3 separate regions of the Mus musculus genome follow, and regions 1 and 3 are each linked to region 2. A link is a contact called in public HiChIP or PLAC-seq data. All regions are on one chromosome and are shown on one strand. Each heading gives the region's core, a stretch centred on a gene start, on an enhancer-like site or on the middle of the called end of the contact. The rest is flanking DNA. Distances are from core to core; before and after follow the strand shown.

Evidence for each region. HiChIP or PLAC-seq counts read pairs in DNA pulled down with a chosen protein or histone mark.
Region 1: a contact with region 2 is called in an HNF4G HiChIP or PLAC-seq map of pancreatic cancer cells. The contact joins the enhancer-like site here to the promoter of Slc25a24 in region 2. A contact is called at or near these places in 5 of 39 promoter capture datasets (the 3T3-L1 cell line, 3T3-L1-derived adipocytes, HPC-7-derived erythroid cells and 1 more), 1 of 484 Hi-C or Micro-C datasets (muscle stem cells), 2 of 115 datasets of contacts at active chromatin or transcription factors (pancreatic cancer cells and trophoblast stem cells) and 1 of 9 other capture datasets (adipose tissue).
Region 3: an H3K4me3 HiChIP or PLAC-seq map of bone marrow-derived macrophages shows a contact between it and region 2, with 5 times the contacts expected there. The contact joins the promoter of Vav3 here to the promoter of Slc25a24 in region 2. A contact is called at or near these places in 16 of 39 promoter capture datasets (the 3T3-L1 cell line, 3T3-L1-derived adipocytes, the HPC-7 cell line and 10 more), 5 of 484 Hi-C or Micro-C datasets (CD4 T cells, bone marrow-derived macrophages, embryonic stem cells and 1 more), 8 of 115 datasets of contacts at active chromatin or transcription factors (bone marrow-derived macrophages, effector CD8 T cells, embryonic stem cells and 4 more) and 3 of 9 other capture datasets (adipose tissue, embryonic stem cells and liver).

The regions. Positions count from the first base shown.
Region 1 is chr3:109,305,421-109,309,499 of GRCm38.p6, reverse strand. No RefSeq gene overlaps it. Among named protein-coding and RNA genes, the nearest start is that of Vav3, 33 kb to the left of the region's middle. Within about 2 kb of position 1,924, at least 43 of the 459 cell types and tissues checked have an H3K27ac peak or open chromatin away from gene starts, as enhancers often do. A contact at or near this core is called in muscle stem cells and pancreatic cancer cells, where this site is marked.
Region 2 is chr3:109,120,194-109,124,523 of GRCm38.p6, reverse strand. It overlaps Slc25a24 (solute carrier family 25 (mitochondrial carrier, phosphate carrier), member 24), which reads right to left and starts at 1,375. Exons shown (of 10, transcript NM_172685.3): 1 at 1,137-1,375. The coding sequence starts at 1,319. It overlaps Gm19391 (a long non-coding RNA gene), which reads left to right and starts at 1,450. Exons shown (of 2, transcript XR_867568.1): 1 at 1,450-1,578; 2 at 3,377-3,991.
Region 3 is chr3:109,338,925-109,342,886 of GRCm38.p6, reverse strand. It overlaps Vav3 (vav 3 oncogene), which reads right to left and starts at 2,204. Exons shown (of 27, transcript NM_020505.2): 1 at 1,645-2,204. The coding sequence starts at 1,848.

The DNA.
Region 1 (4,079 bases), core at 675-3,174, 180 kb before region 2:
TCCCAGCTGCCATCTTTCATCACCGGCCTCCCCCAGATGTGGCAGCCAGCTAACTCATTCTCACAGAATCCCCTCCCACACCGGGAACATGTTGAGACTTCGCTGCTTGCTCAGAGCCCTCCTAGGAGCGCAGCATGGTCCATTTGTGAGAAGCCGAGAACCGCAGCACTGATGCACGGGTGGGACGAGGATTAATATTTGTTTTCTCATGCAGCCAAAGAAGTGAGTTTGTTACTTAGGTAGTTTGGTGTTTGTGGTAAGAGACTAAGCTTGAGTGTAGAGAAGGCTAGAATCCATGTTCACAAACTAAAGCCAAAAGTTACCACAGCTAGCAGTGCTGGACCAGAGAACCCTCCACTTGGACAGTTGCTTCTAATGAGTCACAGTCAAGACAGTGTTGTCTCCCACATCAACCAAGGCAACATTAGACACAGCGGCAATTAACTGGTCTCATTTGAAGCCAGAATATAACCTAAGGGAGAAATTACAGTTCGTTTGGATAGCTGCACTTCATTGTTTAAAACATAAAAATTCCTAAATGTGCTTTTTTAGAATGCTCCCATCCAGTTGTTTTTACATCAACAAAAAGCCTCATTGGAAACAAAGCTGGAAGTTACCCTGCCGTGGCAAATTGAAGATGACTGGTGGGAAGTTAGCTAAGATCCTGCCTCCCTCTGCAAAGGTCCCGAAAGGAACCTGGGTGTTCCTTTCCAGTGGCTTTATACACAAAACTTTTTGGGAACAAAACCCATCTTGGGTGCACAGATAAGAAAACAAGGCGACTGTTTTCTAAGAGTCTCACATCCAGCCTGAGTACTTATCAAACAGGAAGCTTTCAGAGGCTACTATCACAGGGCCAGCTGTTGTAGGGGCTTGGAATCAGATGTCCCTCACTTGTTTGCAGCCATCACATGATAGAGCTAGAAGGACATTGTTCCTAATAAAGAAATTTTCAAATTTATATTACTGTCTTTAGATCCACGGTGTCTGACACATAACAGGTATAGCACACAATAAATGTTTGCTTTTAAACGTCGCCATTTTCTCTTTGTGAAAGACACACTTGAATTTAACTTCTAGTGGATCCCATCTCAAACTACTCAATATAAAGTATTCTACCTTGGTAGTTCTCGCTCCAGAATTCTAGGAGTAGGACTGTAGTACAAAAGAGCGATTATAGAGCAGAAAAGTAAACTTTTTTGATTGAGCTAGTGGGAGAAAATCAACATTGTTTGAAATTTGTATTGCTGTTTGGTGGTCGTGGGGTTCTTCACAGCTTTTTAATATTCCCTAACTCAAAGATGGTAAAGTATGAAAGACAGACAACATACCGACTCACAAAGGGTGCGACCTTTGTGGGGAGATGCCCCTGGTCTCAGTGGCTAGCCACCAGCCAGAGAAACCTGAGTGCTAGGCCTTTAGGTATTGCTCCATCCCACCGTGCCTTCACACTTCGGATGGAAACACAGGTATCAGAGATTCTCAGTGCCTCGTTCTTTTCTGTCGCCTCATAACTCTGTGGATGGAAATTTTATTACCCCATTTCACAGCTGTGATAACTGGCTCAGAGGGGTGAAGCAATTTGTATAATATCACAGAGGTGCTGATCAGCAGCTCTGAGTCCCAACCGGCTTCTCTGGGCTCTTGGATAACTAATGTGTGTTTTCTAGTAAAAAATCTTAGCCTCTTGTAAAAGTCCAAGAAGCTTCGTAACTAAGAGAGGTAATGGCCTGCACAGTTTGTACTTCTGATACAAACCAAACCACGGCTGAAAGAGACAAAGCCGGAGCCAAAAACAATGATTCACTGCCTACCTTGTGAAAGACACTAGTAATTCTGGGTCAAAGTCTAATGAACGGATGTGCGCATAGCAATTAGCTGTGCGGGCACCCTGGCTAGCAATCTTGGCAGAACAGCTCTGATTGTCATAGTAACTGGACTCTTCTCTGCCCTGCAGGAGAATTCCACGTGGCTGATGCAGGATAGAGCAGCCTATCAAGGGCTCCCCTTTCTCCCTGAAGCTGGAATTCTGCCCCTTAACACTTCCTGCAAGAAATAATTCAGGGAGGGTCAGATGGGATGACAAATACAGGGACATCACTGGTCAATCATTTCAACCACTGTGAAATGTCTGATAACAGCTCACAATGCCAAAAACGGTGAGGAAGTTGACTCAGCCAGTCAAGTGTTTGCCATATATGAGGACCTGAGTTCGAGCCCCCAGAACCCATGTAAGACCACATACTTATGGGAGGTGGAAATAGGCAGGTCCCTGGGGCTTACTGGCCAACCAGCTTAGCCAAAACAGCAAGCTCAGGGTTCAGTACAAGACTCTGTATCAAATTAAAAAAAAAAAAAGTAGGTGGTGATTGAAAACAACTGACATTCACCTCAAATTTCCATATCCATGTTCACACACATGCATATACATACCTACATGTACACACGCACACACACACACACACCTTAAAACGGACCAGGTAAAATCAACTCTGTTCATTTCCTTCTCTCCACTAAGAAGACTCATCACTTATAACCAAGGAGAGTAATATCAGTGAAACCTCCAACACGTCCCATTACTACACTGCTTCAGTTCAAAACCTTAAAGAACGGGACAAAGCATTATTACCCTAATTAGCAGTCTCCTTGAGTCACCTACTGTATATATATGTCTAAGAAGACAAGAGGTAGGAAACAAAAATTGACAGAATGACTAATACAAGCTGAGCATTTTATTTCAATCGCACAACTCTAAGCTCTATGTATCACCTCGATTTTGTAAGAAGCAAACCAGGGTTCAGAGAAAAAAACCAGCCCTCTGTCTCACAGACAGTGTGGCTTCAAAGCCAGGCCTCTCCAACTCTAAAACCTTCGGTCTTTTTGTTCTCAAAGTTCACTTGCATTTACTTTGTTCCAAATGCATCTACATTTAGAATCACTGTGTGTTACAGTCAGCATTCCATGACTATGATAAACTACCTGAGGTCATTAATTTTTTTTTTAAAAGAAAGGGTTTGAGGGATGGAGAGATGACTCAGTGGTTATGAGGAGTTGCTGTTCTTGCAGAGTTCCCAGCACCCATACAACAGATCAAAACTATTTGTAATGCCAGTTCTGGGGAAGCTGACACCCTCTTCTACTCTCCATTGTCCTAGGCAGGCACATGATGCACATGGAAGCATGCAAGCAAAATGCTCAGACACACAAAATAAAAATAAATAAACTTCCTTTTTAAATAAAGATTTATTTATTTATTTATTTATTTATTATATGTAAGTACACTGTAGCTGTCTTCAGACACCCTAGAAAAGGGAATCAGATCTCATTACAGATGGTTGTGAGTCACCATGTGGTTGCTGGGATTTGAACTCAGGACCATCGTAAGAGCAGTTAGTGCTCTTAACCACCAAGCCATCTTTCCAGCCCAAATTTCTATTTTAAAAACAGGAAAAAATTTGAGTTTGTCTCACACTTTTGGAGGTTTTATCATTGATTTGGCCTACTGCTTTGGGGTCTGTGGTAAAACAGGGGCATACGCAAAACCCACCACCTCCTGGAAAGAAAGAGAGAGGGAAGGGGGCCAAGGGTCTCAGTATTCCCTCAAGGGCATTCCCCCTGTGACCAGAAGAACTCACACTAGGCTCCACTTAAAGACTCTCCCTCAGTCTCCTCCCAATAGCACCATGGATTGGCAACCAAGCCTTTCACACAGTTGCCTGATGAGGACCCTTACCAAACCCCTAACAGCTGTCAATACATAAATTTAAAAACAAACAAACAAACTGAAGTTTACAGTGATGGGGACCCAAGTAATTAGAATCTTGAATTCAGTTCCCCCTCTCCCATCTCTATACCCTGTCAGCCACCGTCATGTTATTGATGTAGGTCAGATAAGCAAATAGTGACAAAGCGTAGGCTTTATGATAGATTGACCCTCGAGCTGCATCAAAAGGTGAGCTAGTTCACTCACTAGGTTTATCCCTAAGTTATTCCATTATGCTGCTGTAAGAGAGATGGCTGATCCAAGTTCCCTGGCATTGTGAGATTCTAAATCATTGAAGAGAGAGTCAGTGATGGTC
Region 2 (4,330 bases), core at 126-2,625:
AGAACAAAAATGTATTGGGAAACCTAAAGCACACTTAGAATGATACATAAGTCAAAGACATCATGTCAGTGATTAGAAAACACCTGGAAGTGATTAGAATAATAAAAACAACTAATAACCGAAACATGCCTCTGAGATGCAGCCACAGGGTGGCTGAAGAGATGCTATCACTCAAAAGTAGCTAGGCAGGCCTTTGATTCAAGAAATGGGAGGAAATGAGTCAGCCCGGAGCAAGTAGAAGAGCCACACTCGAACTTGGTTCTTTCAGAAAGTGCATCGAATAGGCAAACCTATGGCCAGAGTGAAGATGGGGGAAGAACTGAGATAAGGAAGAAAGAGGGACCCCTGCAGACACAGAAGTTCTGTAAAGTTATATAGAATAATGCCTTGGGCAAAACTGGCAGCTTCCAAAAAATAAAGTTGTAACTTACCAAGAGGACAAACTAAAGTGAAGACTCCTCTATTAATGGCATTGACAGTGACTGAAAGAGGAGTTTTAAATATAGGTACAGAACAGTTGTGGCCCACTCAGTAACTCAAGCACCTTCCTCTTAAGATAGAAAAGCCAGCGTCCTCTTGTAAGACAGCGGGCTGGACAAGTTCCAGATCTAGTGTCCCCACCCTGCCAAGGAGCCTGGATGTCAGGGCCACAATTCATATGACTCAGAGAAAGTCCAATTGCTTTGCAACAGGTCAACCCTTCAGATCAATGCGTGCACCCAGGGGACTAACTTTGAACGTCATAAAAACGGAATGTGGCCTTTCTACCTCACCCAGCAGTTGGGAGCAAGGCCGGTTTTAACTCCTTTTTGAAACAATAAACTCTAGCTGTAACAAAGTTACTTAAAGTTGGGACTCACTAAAGTCTGACAGCAGGTCATGAAAAGTTTGCAAAGGACGGGACAAGTGAGCCAAGAACCAGAGATGCTCTCAGAACAAAAAGTGTTGACAGTTTTAAGTGTGCAACATTAATTTATCTGGGAATACACCCGCCGCCTTCCAGATCCAACTCCTTGGAGCTCTTTCAGCGGGTTGGCGGGCATAGTTCCTCCTCCTTGCCTGGCCTCAGGCCACCGCCCTCCCAGGACCTGGCTGTGTGGCGCCTGCGGCCACCCCAACACCCTACAGCGACCCACCTCCTCCGCGTCCTGGCCCAGCGGGATGCCCAGGCTTTGCAGCCCCTGCTGCAGCTCTCCGATGTCCACCACGCCGTCCCCATTGCGGTCCAGCGCCCGGAAGAGCGTTTCGTAGCGTGTGGGCGGCTCCGCGTCGTGGCAGGCGGCGGTGGGCAGCACAAAGGCCCGCAGCCAGCGCAGCATGGTCCCGGGGAAGTCACCGTGAGCTGGTGGGGCGCGATCCGAGTGCGGAGGCCTGTGGGGTGGGGCGGCGGCCGCGGGTTGTCTGGATCGTCGTCGGGGGGGGGGGGGGGGGGGGGGGGGAGGGGGGCGAGGCTTCTGGCTCGCAGGAACTGAGCTCCGCACAGGGTGTGGTCGCCCAGCTGCTGCTCTGGGCGGAGCTGGCCCAGGCCTGCGCTGGCGACTAGGAGGGGATGGGCCAGCTTCCTGACTCCAGAACCAGGTAGGATAGGGTGCTGGGGGGGAGGGGGGGATGAAGGGGGGAATGCAAGGAGGGTTTCTGCTCTGCCCAAAGGCACAAACTTCGCCAACAGATTTATTAAAGCTTGGGTTTGGGGGTAGTTTGATGAGCAGGTTGCTCAACCTCAAAGCCCCGTTGGGCTGGAAGACTTGGAGAAGTGCAGAGTTCATCAGAAAGACAGCAGTAGGTGGGTATCTGGGACAGAGAGTCAAAAGTGAAAATGGCTATCAGACCAAAGGGAGAGGAAAGGGGCCTGCTAGAGGCCTTTTTCTGAGAGGAGCATCAGCCACCCAAGAGGGCATAGAGAAAGGAGAGAAGATGGAACACAGTGGGTACCTTCCCACAGCACACAAAGAAACCCCAGCTTCTTTCCTTCGAGACAGGTGTGGTCCTGAGGTTTGCCATTTATAGTTCAGGTGAGACACAGTTTCTGGGATAACGGGAGAAACGCTGGGACTACAGAGACTTCGATACCTGCTCCTTCGGCTGTGTAATTCCAAAGACCTAACGTAGCTTCCCTGGATAGCCTCCCGTCAGTAAAATGAGAATATGAACAGCTGCTTTGCCATCAAGTGAAATGTCCTTCTCTGGAATAGTCTCAATTCAATCACTGCTGCTTAGCAGAATCTGTGGTTATGTCCTGTTGTGTCCGGGTATTTAAAACGAACACTAAAACCACTTGTTTCTTCCAAAGTGGAGGACTTGAATTTCCCTCCTTCCTTACCACTCTGTACATTAAAATATACTGTGTATAAATAGAGTCTGCAGATAAAGGCTGCCAGTAACCAGTTTCTGGGCCTCTATTGCTTCCAAGCCATAGTCTTGGAAATTAGCCCCTTCCTCTGGAAAGGCTCTCAGACGCCACCAGTCTTTGTTGGCTCTCCTGGAAAATGGCTTCTAAGGCCATCTCTGGAGATGGCTGATGTTGAGGACGCTTGCCAACCCAGAAATAAAGGTTCCTCAGTGGAACAACCTGTGCTGTGTTCGAACTAGGAGCTGCCTCTCAGCTCTGAAAGCAATCGCATGCTAGGAAGTTCTGAAAAGAGCAGAGCTATATAGTGACAGAAACATATCGGGAGTTATGTGCTGCAAGAGTCAGAAGGGTTTTTTTTCGGGGGGTGATATTAAAGGGCAGAAGGCAGCGTATGAGGTGAGTGGTTTTATTCCACCCTGTGCTCCCCAGTGTTGCGGTCACACCCCCCCAGCAGTGGCCTACAAGCAATGAGGTCATGTAACCATGGGCTGGAACCTCTGAAACCAGCCCAGGTGAACCTTTCCCTGTTTATAAACATTATCTCCAGTATTTGCTGTGACGGTGAAGGATGGCCAACACAGAGATAACAACCGTAGAAAATTGTCTGCATGGGAGAAGAAAATGCTCACGGACCCCAATCATCTCCATGAAAGGGCTTCCCTTCCTGTGTCCATTCGTCAGGCCCACAACCAAGGGCTCCCACAAAGGCCACACAGAAAACCTGGGTTCATACTTAGTTTTACTTGATTTATTGTGGTCAGGAAGGACAAGTCTAGGGTTCAGCCTAATTCAGCACTCCTGCATTAAAAGACTTGCTGCCTTCGCATGCCCTTCATTTCCATGGGAACCACAGATATTTTACCCCCATCAGTTTTGGTCCTTGAAGACATCAGCACCTACTCTGGATCACTTGGAGTAGTGAGGGATCTGCTTGAATAACCACTCCGGAGTCTCATGGTTTGAGCAGATAAACATGTTTACCCTTTTTATTAACAGCTACTAATCAATTGCTCTGTGCTATTGCAGACAAACCATCAGCCTCTGCACAAGGACCAGTTCGGTTCCAAATTCCCCACGGTTGATGCTCTCTCAAATCTGAGTGATCATGAAGGAGGCCATGTATTGAACAGCTCCCGTAAAAAGCTGTGATCATCACCGGAAAGGTGATTTCACCGTGCAGTGAGACATGAACCTGGATGTCCTAGCAGTACAGTGAGGAAACTAATCATTTTATGTTTTGGCTCATTCATATCACATTAAGCTAATTGGAAATTCTGTAAGTCATTTAAGAGTCAAAATTCCAGATGAAAAGGGAATTCTGTCTCTTGCCCAGACTATCAACCCATCCCATCCCCAAAATAAATGTAAACAATTCTCAGTTGTAAAAACATGACACTTAAGTATGGAAATCACCATCATTACTAATTCGTGTGAATACTTCACATTTTAAAAGCAACTGTAATTGTTTTAAATAATAGAATTTCAATTGCCTTTAAAACCTTGCCTCAGCATTTTGAAATTTAAAAAGCTCTGTTAAGACTTCCGTGTTTCTGGGGAGATTGGGCTGTGTCAGGAGGGCCTGGGAGGAGAGGGGCCCTCCCTCTGGATGTAAAGTGAATAAATAAATGAATGGAAAAAAGACTTCAGTGTTTCAACATTTATTTGAACTGTGTCCTGAATGTTATATTTTAGTGCAAATAATTTGAATCTTTTAAATAACAGTAACCGTAGACAATTGATCAATGTTGTATATTTCTATTTTATATATAAAACACTGGAATCCCTCCCCCTTCCTCTCTCCATCCCTAACCCTCCATGCTTCCTTCTTTCCTTCCCTCTTTCCCTCCCCACACCCCTCCTCCTTTTTCCTTTCCCATCTTCCTTACAGTTAAAAGCCACCAGGCAGCTCTGAGTGAGACAAGCTGGAGTGAAAGGCGGTTGAGCTGAGCGCCTGACTGCACTGAGTGAGGAGTCCCCACA
Region 3 (3,962 bases), core at 955-3,454, 220 kb before region 2:
AAGGAAGGAAGGAAGGCAGGCAGGCAGTTAGAAAAGGAAAGGAAGGAAGGAAAAAAGAAAGAAGAGAGAAATTTGATTATTAAGAACACTTTGATGAGTAACTGCTGAAAGTTCCAGAAACTAAACTTCGAGGAAATATGCACAGCACGTGGCATCAAAGCACAAGACTTCATGCTGCTACTGAGACTACTGATCAAATGGAACTGGAGATCTAACAAGTGACTCCTGTGCGTGGCACAACCTTACTCCTAACAGTTAACTCAGACAGTACAGAAACAACCACTGAAGCCCTCCACAGGACTATCTATGGTTGCCACAATTGTGGGCAAGTCCACAGAATTAGCAATCACCCATCATTCAGGTTTCTAAGAGAGTCTAAAATAATTGATCCTTATTGTAAACACATATGGCACTCAATACTTATATATCTGCTTTTTTTTTTCCTTGGAGACTGCTTACCAACAGGGGACACAGAATTTGAAGTGAGGATCGACCCTGATGAAATACTGACAACCAGGGCAGAGTGTGGGAGTTCCTGCTTTAATTATGAGATTATTAAACTGCATAAGATCACTTTTTTCTGCAAGGACACAGCTCTGGGTAAGTGGTAAGTCTCTGAATCATACAGGGCTAGTGCTAAAATATGTCACTAAAAGGTCTCTTTCCTTCCCCTTTTAAGTTGAAACATTTCTTTTTCTTTTCGTGTGCATGTGCGTGTGCGTGTGAAAGAGAAAATAGAAGTTCTGAGTTGTGTTGAACATCCTTTTAACAGAAACTTTCCGACCGGCCCAAAAAATAAGCAGCACTGGGCTGCATGTGGCTTTTTGAGCTGTCTCTGAGGAACCCACTGCTTTCTGTGCCTTCCAGGACTGGATTTTAATCAGAACCCTCAAAGAGGTATCTCCAAGCTAAGGCCACAGAAGCCCAAGTGCCTCCAAGCTACCTGATCGCAAGACCCAATGAAAAAAAGCAGAGTCTCCAGCAAAACTTCTCACTTCCTGCCACCGGTGAGGGAGGCTGGGCTGGCTCCCCTTACGTTTTCAGACAAGCTATAAACACAACCTTCCAGTTTGCTAACAGGCCACGGGCTTAGGGGGCGGGGTGGGGAACTTCAGGAAGGCTCTCTGTGTCCCTCTTGGTTTATTTCCTCTGAGCAGATAACGGTACCAAACGCCCTCCACTTCCTAGAGTCCTCATCTATGGCACAGTTCCTCTTTCCAGAACGTGAGGACCAAATGAAAGCAAAAAATAAGTCAAAGCAAAATTAACCCCACCGCTTCATCTCATCCCTTCTCATTGTTATTTTAGAGCCGACTCCCTCTTTGTTATCACACACACACACACACACACACACACACACGGGGGGGGGGGGCAGAAAGGTGAAACGCGCCCTAGGATAACTTATTTCTTCCCGCCTCCCAGAAACCTTTAGGATTCCATACACCATCTCCCGACGCAAGGCTTTATTAGTTCTGCTTAGAAGCTAAGTCATTTCAAGGCAAGTGAGGAAAAGCCCCCAAGCTGAGAACTGAGAGGCAGGGCAAAGCGGAGCGCACCTAGATGTTTGCATTTACACAAAGAAATTATCCGGATGATTAATGGGAGCCTCTGACGGGCAGCGGGGTCGCGGGGTGGCCTCCATACCTGGGACATCTGGGGCCTCAGGTTGATCTCCTTCAGATTGATGGAGTGTGGCCGCAGGTTGTTGAGCAGCTGGCAGAGCAGGACTCCATCGCGAAGGGTCTGCGCCAGGTCGAACACCTGCGCCGAGTCCCAGGTCACCCGATGGTTGGGGGGCAGCACCTTGCTGTGGATGAGCCACTGAGCGCACTGCTTCCACGGCTCCATGTCCGACGGCTCCCGGACCCGGCCCGGCCGGGGCGGGCAGCGACTCTGAGGTGGCCGCCGCGGAGCGTCAGAGCCCCGCCGACGCCAGTCGCGCTGATGGCCCCTGGTTCGCTTTGCCTTTCTGGAGCGGGCGCCGCTGCCGGCGGCTCGGGGACGCCGCGTGGGACTCGCCTCGGGTCCCCGCCCGGATGCGCCGCGGCCCGGCCGCCGCTGCAGCAGCGAGTGCCGCGCGCTCTCGGTGCGCCCCGGCCGGCTCCGCTGAGCACTGGCTTCCGACTGGCGAGCCTGGCGCCCCGCGACTGAGCATGCCCAGCGCGCCTGGCCGGTCTGTGCGGTCCGCGAGTCCCCGGAGGCGCGGGTGCGAGCGTGCCCGCCGCCCTGGCTGGGGGTCCGGGGCTGAGGGCGGGGCGGCTGGGGGGAGGAGCGGGCCGAGTTGGGGCGGCGGCCACAAAGGGGATCCCGGCGCCCCCGCCCGCCCGTGAACCCTCGGATGAGTGGAGCTTGCACAACCCCGGGGCGTCCAGGGATTAGCCCATCGGCGCGGCTTCCTAGGAAGTGTGGCTGAACACTGAGATTCGCAGGGGTGTCCCCGGGGACACCCTGAACAATGAATGCGATTTAAATTAAGAGGGTCTCAGAGGAGCCAAGGCTTAACTGGGACACAGGGAGCCTGGAGAAATGAGATGTGCACTACGCGCAGCTGGAGAACGCAGCATGGAAAGTTTGTGATCGGCCCCTGGTCCCGCCTCCTCCAGGTCCATCCTCAGCCCCTTCCTGAAAGTCAGTTTCTTCTGAGAATGTTTTGACACCTTGAAAGTGCGTGACGTGGGGACAATTGCAGCTTCAGCCTAGGTAGAGGGAAAGAAGTAGGTTTTGCATATCTCCCAGGCTTGGAACTGTTCACTAAAGCAGTCCAGCGCCTTTTGCTGATCTTCAAAATCCTGCCTGAGAAAAAAAGAAAACTGGCCGGTGACACAGAGGCAAGAGCGCGCATGCGTCAGTGACTTGCCACCAGGTTTGAGCTCAAATCGCTTCAGTACCGAGACACTGAGAGACTGGGTCAGCATATTTGGAGAACCCTGGGGAAAATTGGAAAGTTCCCCCCCACACACACCCACACATGTCAACTCTGTCATACTGAGGCAAGGTTCTCCCTGTCTTTTTTATTCCCACTGCCCTACAAAGCCGAAAAGGGTGTATAAGCTTTTTGTAGTAATATATTATTTCACTGAACTCTGACAACTCCCTGTAAATGCCCTCTTCGCTAGTCTTTTTTTTTTTTTAATTGAAATCTAGTTTGGTGGGATTTTATATCTGTTGTTGCTGCTGCTGCTGCTGCTGCTGCTGCTGCTGCTGCTGTTTCATTAGATATTTGTAGCTCAAATTTTCGATTGTGGATCTTATTGATTTTATAAACAGGACAAAACGTAACTTTTAAAAAGTACATGATCTGTTGGGACAGAAGTTCGCTTCTTTTATGCGTGACTGTAGCAAGCGTGGCCTGCTGTGTACACAACCAGCCTTAAACAATAATAAATCAGCCTAAGGATTTCCTTTCCTCGCATGCATCCGTCCCCAGCAACTTCCTCTGTGCACACTGTGGAGTCCATCAATAGCACAATGTTTCCTAGACCATAATAGGTTTGAAAGCCTGAAACTACAGGAGGATCAATCCTTAGCAATACTGTATCACCGAAACTGTAAAGTGCATCCTAGGCACGAAGATTATCAACAGCAGTGTTGCAATAAAATAGAACATTATAATCATAAATCGTGAAAGAATGTATAAAATATATATACTTTTTCTTTCTGGAATTTTCCATGTGATTTTTTTTGGGGGGGGGGGGTTGGCTGTTGACTACCACTTTCCTAAAAACTCAGAATGCAAAACCATCAAAAAGAGGCAAGTACTGTAAGCCATGTTACTCATTATAGATCTTTACAAACAAAACACACATGACTTGCCATTTAAAATGTGGTCCTGCATAAGAAGAAGTGGCGCTGGAAAAGAGGAAAGATGATAAGGAAAAAGCAAAGACTAGCCAAGCATTTCATTTTAGGTAGCATCAGATCATCCCTTAATACTGTTAAAATATTTCCAAAATCCAGATCAT